2 separate regions of the Hordeum vulgare genome follow, and region 2 is linked to region 1. The links are chromatin contacts, called in public HiChIP or PLAC-seq maps. All regions are on one chromosome and are shown on one strand. The core of a region is the stretch at or near the end of the contact, and the rest is flanking DNA. Distances in the headings are between cores, read along the strand shown. Region 1 holds the start of LOC123445171 (aldehyde dehydrogenase family 2 member C4-like). Region 2 holds the start of LOC123445174.

Region 1 (5,074 bases), core at 2,488-4,987:
AGGTTAATATGCGTATCTTCGCAGCGCTGTCGTCTAGGAGAAATCGGGGTAGGAGAACCGCGGGCGATAGGAATCCAGCGACTCTGGTGACCAGTGCGACCAAACTCGGCCATGACGAAGCCGCGAGGAGGTGCATGTCCCTGAAAGGAAATAGACTGAGCGAGTATTTGCGATGGCAACGGCAGCGTCGTCCCACGAAGATCCCCCGATGGCGGTGTCAGCGGCAGCATCGTCCCAAGAAGATCCCACAATGGCAGCGGTGACGACGTCGTCCCCACGAAGACCCCGCGATGGCAGCGACTACATGCTTCACGATCACGATAGGAAATAGATCAAGGGAGTCACGTTGTATGTTTTTGTGTGTGCGAGAGGTGAGGTAAAAAAACGTAGTAGGAGCTGGTGGTGAAAGATGAGGCAAAAATAAACCATACGGAAATAAACCGATGAGACGATACTATCAACTCATCATTTGGAAGTAGAGATTCGGTGATTTATGTAAATAATTAATGTGATTGAACGAGTTATGGTAAAGTTAATTAATTAAGATTTTGTTATTTAATAATAGATTGTCATTTAATAATAGAGATTTGTTTGTTAGAAAGGATCCATGTGTTAGGAAAGTTAGGATTCAAACATAATTGAATTTCATTGTTTGGTAACGTATTATTAGTTCCTGACATTTGGAACATGGCTGGTTAGGAAATCTTGGAAAGATTAGGAAAGTTTTATTGGAAGGTGAAAAAACCAATGTGAAGAGGTGGTGGTGGGAGGTGCGATAAAAAAAAGGACAAAAGAACCATGGACTCTATTAAACAACTGAGCAATTAGGAGTAGAGATATGGAAGGAGGGACAAAAAACCAGACGAAAAAAATTGAGGAAGGTTGGAGGAGAAAGAGAAAAAAATTGGAACGAAATGTTAATTAATGTAATTTGGTTATGTATGGTAATATTAGTTAATGTGATTGAGTGATTTATGGTAAGGTTAATTAATTCAGATTTGGTCTTTGCAGATTCATTATAAATTAATCTTGATTGAGTTTTTCACATAAATACATTACTAAATATAAGCTGATGGGAGGAGGGACAAAAAAACCGAACGAAAAAAAGTCATATGAAGGTGGGAGGGAAAACAAAAAAAAACATTGGTAAAGAAGCTACCAACTCCCTCTTTAGGCGTAGAGATATCATCTTTGCATGTTTATGTTGATTACCTTCTTGATTTGGGTGAAGTCGACCATCCAACCTATGCCAACTTTGGATGGAAGGTTATTACTGTTGGCTAACTGTGCGGTTGTGGAGTTGGGTGACGTGACAGGCCCCTTCTTCCTTCTTAGGGGATAGTTGCAACACGGGGTAAAAACGTAGATCACTTTGGCTGCATCCACATGAACCTATTTCCTCTTAATCGTCGTTTGATAACCGAAGTGGGAAAGAATGGTGGTGGCATATGGGATACCGACATACCACGAATATGCACGTATCTGTACCGGCTCCGTCCACAAAGATAAACATGTAAAGTGGCTTAGGAATTCGAAGTAAGATTGTGTTTAGCCACCACCTTAGATGCATGCTAGTGGGGATTCCAGGCACCTAGGAACACTTTAAGTCATTTGTCTTAAGTCCATTTACATTACTCGTTATCTATTTCAGTTGATTTATTTACCTTTACACTTGCAACTTTATTATTATTCTTACTACCGTTTTGGATCACTTATAATTTCTAGGCACATTATTTGTACCTTGCAAAGGACCAAAGATTGATTCATGTGCTCTATGTCGGATCGATACTCTTAATTCAAAACGGTTACAACTTAACCCTCTGCACTTGCAGGCCATCATTCGGTTGTACCGGTTTATGTAAATAAACCAGAACAATTGCATACCCGGTGTCCGATACCGCACCCAAGACTAGAGTGGAACTACCCTACTCGTTGTGGTTGGGCGGTACATGTGTCCGTACAACCGCGGGTATTTAGTCTCAGATGGCCACTAAGTGTGGAGCGGTACAACCGCTCCTGACCCTGATACTATTGCAGCGTCAAGTCAGCACTAGAACAAACGATGAACACCGCCCTGTATGACCCACATAACCGAAAGATTTACCCTTTTATTGATGCAAGGGGTGGTACATGGGCTGGAACAACCGCCTAGTAATGCTGGGGAAGTGATGAGTCCCAAGCGGTAGAATCACTATGAGCAGTGGTAGAACCGCTCAGCCACCACCTTAGTACCGCCTAACTCGAGGGAATCACACCTCGGGCAGTAGTTGTCCGGAAGAACCGGACATGCGGTACAACCGCCCACTCTAGCCGTACGATCGCTCGGAGCAGAATTTCTGCAGTAGGTTGAATGTGAGTCTCTCTCCTCAAACAAAAGGCAATATGATGGTACAATATGTTGCTATGTACGTGTTTAATTCACCTGTACCTTCTTATATAACCCTTTTAAATAGTATTGATTTTCTACGACCAAAAAGTTAAAATGCGTCAAAAATGCCATCTTCGCTCTTTTCAATAGCTTAGACATAAAGCTAGTCGCAAATTGCATTATGATCAACACTAAAATACCTAAGGCAGAAATTGCGCTATAGAAGACTGTGCGAACTAAATATTTAATATAGTCTATGTATGTATATAAAGACCAAATAGAAACGGTAAAATAAGTTCTTTTATGAAAACTAATAGCAAAAAAAAAATGTCTGTCTTCTCCTGTGTTGACCATAATTTGTCTTTTTTTGTGCGTTTTTTATTAACCCTACTTGCTTCGTACATAGCAAAAAAAAAAACCACTCCTGCTTATATCCGGTCGCGTCCGATAGAAATGCATGTTTTGGATGTCGTTTCCCCCTTATTCAACTTGTGGCCATTTTTTTAACAGAGTAGAGATACAATCGTTCGTATACACGTGCATACACTGACCTCTATAAACGCATATACGTACACCCTATTCCTATAAGCACCTACGAAAGACTAAACCGACATATCATTTTGAGATTTACGAAGTAACCGTAGACGCCTCGTCGTCGAAGGAAACATCTCCTTCCACTAAAAATGTATCATCGAAAATCCTGAAATAAATTCAGAAATAATGCAAACACGAAGACTTGACTCCTGATGGGTCGAACATATCCAGCTTTACTTACGTACGTAATTCATGCCACACAATCCCACACCTCACTATTTATTTACAAAGGGGCTTGTTAATTGTCTGCTCGCTAGCGTGTGGGCCTACTAATTCAAAGGCAAACCCCCATGTAACATAAGCAAAAGCTATTCGACCTCCTTTTATTAATTGGTATAGATAGATAGATAGATAGAGATGTAGAGATAAATAGATAAAGATAGGGATAGATATAGATATAGGTATGATTTGGAAAAAAAAAGATATAGATATAGCAGAAGCGACGCAAAAATCCTCTTTTTTTTAACTCAACGCCAAAATCCTTGTAGAGATAGATATAGATATATAAGTATGATTCAGAAAAGATATAGATATAGTGCGACCCAAAAATCTTTTTCGTGAGAGCCTACATGAATCTCCCGCAATCAACCAAACACACGGCATTACAATCGTGTATGTAAAAGGGAAGGGCAGAATACGATGGGAGGTGGAGACATGTACACATGTTGCTCGCACACAAATACACCCAAAGTCCAGGGTCAACAAGTCTGCCACATTTGGCTGCTTGTCACTTGGTTTCCCTCCCATCCCCCCCTCGTGCTTTAAAACGGCCAAACCCCGTTCCGCCGTAGCGCACACAAACACAACCTCCTTCCCCTCTCTCCACGTAGGCCAAGGGACGAAGCGAAGGGAACGGGCGACGTCGATGGCGGCAGCGAACGGCGGCCAGGGGTTTGAGGTGCCGGAACTGGACATCAAGTTCACCAAGCTCTTCATCAATGGCCAGTTCGTCGACGCAGCTTCAGGTACGCAGAGCTTCCTCTCCTTTTTTTCCCGCGGCGGTCGCGTAGGTGTGGACGAGTCCAGCAGCGCCGCGGCTGCCTCCGCCGGTCGTTGTCTTGGGGTAGAAAAGCGAAAAAATTCTTTCAGCGGCGCTCCGATTACCTCGCCGTCTTACCGGTCCCTCCGATCTGGAGCCCCAACTCCCCTGCATACCAGGGAATAGAGAGAGAGGGAGCGAGGGAGGCGGCAGCTCCGGAGCAGGGGAGGCCACCCGAGTAGAGGAGCGTGTGCGCGCCTGCACCATGGAGGACGGTCGGCGCTAGGGAGTGCATGCGAGCGCGTCCCGCTGCTCGTGGGAGGCGCGAGGCGCCGCCGCTGCTGAGTGCTACCTGCGTGAGACACTGAGGGATGAGAGCGAGGCCGCAGCAGCAGATGGCGATGGCGATGGCGGGATGGTGGTAGACGTGGAGCAGGGCGAGCGGGCGGCAAGCGGGGAGGATGGGCAGCGTGTGGCGGAGGCAGCTCGTAGCAGCGTGGATCTTGGATAGGCAAAACACGTGCGCCCAGCGGAGAGGACCCGACGCGGCAGCGCGAAGACGGCGGAGACCGAGAGCAGAGGGTGCCCGGAGGAGAAGCACCGGCGGCGAGGCCAGGCAGGCCAAGGGGCGGGGACATGACCAACTGCTGACAGTATGATCAACAAAGATTACGACAAATGGATGGATACCAGATTAATCTTGGGATAATCGACAGTGTCCAATCCGACGAGTATCTTTCGTCATGCGCACGCCGGCCCCATCGATGTGGCGAATATCTCTCGTCCGCCGGTCCTAGCTCGTCTTTGTTGCTTGCGCTGTCCTCGAGGTTTTCTTTTGTTGCTTGCGATGTCCTCGAGTCGATCGCTAACAGTTTTGTAACCTTGTTGCTGCTCTGATGGAAATTCTTGATGGTTACACGTACGGGCGTAACTCGAGCCATGTCACCACTTCTTTTTTATAGTGGGAATAAGACTAACTTCACCATCATATCATGGTAAGACCACTAACAAAAATTACGATGCCTCGCGCCCGAAGCATATCCGTGTGGGGCTCGCACACTTTGTCTCTCTCCTCCCACTGCTGGCTATAAGTCATCTTATAGCCTATCTTATAGCTAGCTTGTACAGTAGTT
Region 2 (4,449 bases), core at 1,922-4,421, 830 kb after region 1:
GAATGATCTGGTTGGGCATTTGTGGGTTCTTCAAGGGGGTAACTAAAAAATGTGTCTGAATAAGTTGAATTCAAATTTGAACTACCTTATTGCAAAATTTCATGTTTGGATTGTAATATTTATATTTGATTATTGTTGCATTGGAATATTTGCACAACATGATTATAGACAAAGGATGCTATTTTATCTTTAATTATTTTAAGTGCTCCGAATATAGGAAAAAAACAGGGGCGGACATTTGGTGCATAGGATTGGATAGCCGCCCCCCTAACCGCTGCCCACGGACACGTCCGAACGTGTTCGCAGATGTTTGGTGTGGTCCATTTTGGTGAACCGCATTGGAATTGCCCTAATCGCTCTAGATTTAAGGTGGACTGTTTTTGCCGCTAGGGTGTTCGACAACAATGTTATATCCAGCTATTCCCCCGCTTATTCTTTAATAGACGATACACATGCTATACATACTCTCTAAATAAAGGATCTCACTAACCTATCATGCCACAAAAACAGTTGATCTAAGATCACAAAAAAAAGATACTTCAAATCGTGTTTGCCAGGTCAATGGATCAACATCATTCAATATGCAAAGTAGTACCTTCAAATATGGTACAAAGCAAAGGTTCTAGCCATATCTTGCGAAGGAATTTGGGAACCACAAAATTACAAACCTGCCATTTACTTTTTCAATCCACACCTCCATCCATGGAGAGACCTGATCTGGTGAATACACAAGGTCATGAGGCAGATTGTCAAGTACCTGACATTACACCAAAAGAAAGTTAATGTTGGAACTGCTGCATGAAAATCCCCCGTAAGATATGATTACAAAACTAAAATTTCTATATTATCTTAGCTTCCTGAGAACCAGGATATATTAGCAATGCAAACAATATAGCAGCCAGAATTATCACCAACCAGTGGTTCCAGTATGGTAATAATAAAGTGGCATGCCTGGTGACCCTACTTTGGACTGATAAACATGTAAACAACATTAACATAAATGAAACAGGGAAAGCGTCAGTACAATGTTTGTTTTGCTATATCATGTCCAAATAGAGATACCAGTGATGGTACATGAGCTCAGAATTAGTTCAGCTAGTCTTACAAACATGTCATATTGTCAAACTCAAGAAGTTTGACAACAAAAAAAGGGCTTCCCCACTACGAACCAATTGCCAATACACTTCATGATAATAACATTTGTTTCTTTGCCTGAGCAAGTCCAAGCAGTATATACCTCAAGCATCAGCACCCAGCATGGTTGGGGATCCTTGCAGCCTGCAAAGGGAAATATGAAAATGAAGATCGAAACTCAATCATTTTAAGAGGTAATGGCAAGTAATAAATACTGAGACCCTGAGACTGAATGCTGGATATAAATGTAATTTCGGCATGCAGGTGTAAGTAGGGAGTCAGTGCCATCCACAATTACTTTATTACATTTATCAGCACAGCATAAAAGCAAGTCTAAGTACTTGTATATAGTAGAAGACGAGCTACTGCAGGCTAGAAATAATGCAAGATGGTGACCAAAGCTCAGGTAATTGACTTGAGACAGGGGTTATTGTAGGAAAGTTCCAACACCGATAGCTAGGCACGAGAAGCCAGCTTACCCCATCCAGCTATGTCAGTTGCATCACGATGCTCCACTGTAAACTTTGACAAATGGCTCTGCACTTCACCCACAGTTTCCAACTGCTTTTCAGCAAGGGAGGAGCTAATTTCTACTGAGCTAGCAAATGAAGATGAAAAGAAGGTCAAGCATAATTGATAACGTAAATGAAAAATGCTAGAAATGTTGAGTGCAAGGCAGCATGAAAGTAACCAACATCATTAATGTTGATATGATACATGCAAGCACCACATTGTTTGGTCTTGCCAAACAAATAGGACTCTCTAGTCTCACTGAGCAACTTTTGATTAAGCAGGAAGGAAAATGACAAAAGAGCTGCTTACATGTATTTCATATTATTGTAGACTTTTGGCGGAGCATTTAACATCATGTAATCAAGTATGCACTTTGCACATGTCCCGGATCCACCTCCGATTTCATATATCTGGCCATTACAGGAATCCATTTCAAAGGGTTTGGTAAGAAAATAAGGTAAATAGTATAAAGTGTCATGATATGACAAAGCTCACGAGTGAATTTTAAAGTTTCACCCGTCGAGGTGTGAAGCTATATGGCAGGAAAATTATGAATGCACCTTCAATGGGACTGAAAGATTAGCCGTGCGGAGGATTGACGCAGCTATTGCATAGGCATACCATGGCTGCACCAGAGTATGAAAACATGCATCAACGGCCAAATTGGAAAGAGAATCGACGTTCCATTCTCTCTAACAGCTCAAGCACAAAGGGGCACCTTAAAAAGCTCCACTGGAGTAAACCAAGCAATATCATGCATCTTATACAGTTTATCAAGATGCTTCATGTACGCAGTCCTCCCTGCGTGGTATAACACCAAATTATTTGCAGCTATAAACACATGCCCAAGATATCAACACAGCATTGCACATAAGCAGCACCGAGCAAACATGAACAGTGTCTAGCATCCATCCAGGAAAGAACAACCATGACCCAAATGGCTCTATAAGCTTGAATAAAAACAACTCCACGCGGAACACTCACGCATACAACATGTTTGTGGAAATGCCGCCCCAACAAACAACTGAAGAAACCCAAATTCGTTGATCAAGTGCACCCCAACAGACTGAATTCAGAGAAGGAGCACGTGGGAGGCACAGAGCAAGCCGTACCGTCGAACTTGTGGAAGCGGATGGCGGAGTCGAGCACGCCCACGGGCCCCGACCGCTTAGAGAAGTAGCCGTGGTTGGGGTCGTAGAGCGCCGACCTCACGAAATCGCGCACCTGCGAGGGGAAAATCCCCCTGTCAGAGCAGCAGCCTACAGGGAGATCTCGGGGTGATCGGAGAGGCCTCGACGTTTACCAGAACGGGCTTGTCGCCGGCGACGATCCCCGACGAGAACAGAGCCGCCGGGGCCCACCGCACCGCGCGTCGGAGCGCGGGGATGGTTGCCAGGTACGCCGGCGCCATGCCGGAGGGAGCGCGTCGTTGCGGCGGCGGCGGCGGCGCTTCTGGACCTTTCCTCCGAAACCAGAATGAAATGAAACAACACTTGCTGGGCCGTTTCGGGTGCAAAGTAGAGCGTTTCGGGCCCAACCCCAAACCCGTCTTCTGTACAAGAGGAGAAGCCCACGGCCACCGTCGGGTCGCCGGCTCACACAGACAGAAGGGAAAAGCTGGGAGGAGAGAGAGAGAGAGAGAGAGAGAGAGAGAGAGAGAGAGAGAGAGAGAGAGAGAGAGAGAGAGCAATGCCGCGTGGGCTTGGTTGGAAGGGGATGGGGAGGGGCGGGGCTCAGACGAGGCCGATCGCGGCGATCCCCATCACCGTCGGCGGCGACCGGCGGGTGGCGCTCGAGGTGCGCAAGGCGGGGCTGGCGCACAAGGCGAAGGAGCTCGCGGAGATGGCCGAGGCGCCGGTCGCGGTGCTCTGCTCGGGCCTCGACGGCCAGGGCGTCGTACAGTGCTGGCCGTCGACGGAGACCGCGAGGGCGGTGGTGGGCCAGTTCCTCAAGCTCCCGAAGGAGGCCCGGTTCGTGTTCGATCAAGCCAACTACGTCGAGGGCGTGCGCGACGTGCAGGGGTCCAGGCTGGCCAGGGTGCGGGAGGGCGGCCTCGCCGCCGCGCTCGAGCTGTGGGAGAGCCCGCTCGACGGGATGCCGGAGGATGCGCTCCGGGAGCTGCTCGCTTCCATCGGCAGGTCCCTCGATGCCGCACGGAGCAGGATCCGGAGGCTGCAGCAGACCCAGCGTCGCGAGAGCGTGGCGGAGAACTTCGTGGTGGCGGGCGAGGCGCAGGGGACGCGGAGGCAGCCACGGGGCGCCGTCACGGACCACGATGCTGCGCGGAAGAAGCAGCTGGTGGCGAGCGAGGGGCACGGGAGCGGTGAGGTGCAGGGGACGCGTAGGCAGCCACGGGGCGCCGCCACGGCCCACGACGCAGCGCGGAAGAAGCGGCTGGTGAAGGATATTCCCAAGGTGAAGCCCGCCGACGCCGATGGCGCTGCGTGGAGGAAGCAGCTGGTGGAGGACTTCAAGGAGAAGCCCGTGCCCGCCGCCCCGTTCGATCCCGGGATGACGATCGAGCACATCAACGTCGGCGGGTACGTGATGGAGCGCGGCGCCTACGACTTCATCCAGCACGACCTCGGGATGCTCCCGCCCAGCCTCGAGCCCGAGCCGCCGGAGCCGGGCTACGACGACCCGTTGCGGCTGTGGTCGTGGGACGACTCCTCCTTCCCCCAGAGCGCGCCGCCGCCCAAGTGAGCCGCCTACGTGCTGGCTGGTGTGACGAGCTCACCCAATTTTGGAGGATAGCATCGTAGGGCTCTTGTCACTGCCGCCGCTGTCTGCTAGCTGGGTTCC

What was found. HiChIP or PLAC-seq counts read pairs in DNA pulled down with a chosen protein or histone mark.
Region 2: a contact with region 1 is called in an H3K4me3 HiChIP or PLAC-seq map of embryo, with 6 times the contacts expected there. The contact joins the promoter of LOC123445174 here to the promoter of LOC123445171 in region 1. A contact is called at or near these places in 1 of 6 Hi-C or Micro-C datasets (leaf) and 1 of 1 datasets of contacts at active chromatin or transcription factors (embryo).

What each region holds. Positions count from the first base shown.
Region 1 is chr3H:568,454,850-568,459,923 of MorexV3_pseudomolecules_assembly, forward strand. LOC123445171 (aldehyde dehydrogenase family 2 member C4-like) reads left to right here and starts at 3,738. Exons shown (of 7, transcript XM_045122119.1): 1 at 3,738-3,927. The coding sequence starts at 3,828.
Region 2 is chr3H:569,288,843-569,293,291 of MorexV3_pseudomolecules_assembly, forward strand. LOC123445174 reads right to left here and starts at 3,172. Exons shown (of 13, transcript XM_045122125.1): 1 at 2,951-3,172; 2 at 2,760-2,871; 3 at 2,366-2,448; 4 at 2,208-2,273; 5 at 1,957-2,057; 6 at 1,614-1,732; 7 at 1,238-1,278; 8 at 669-757. The coding sequence starts at 3,058.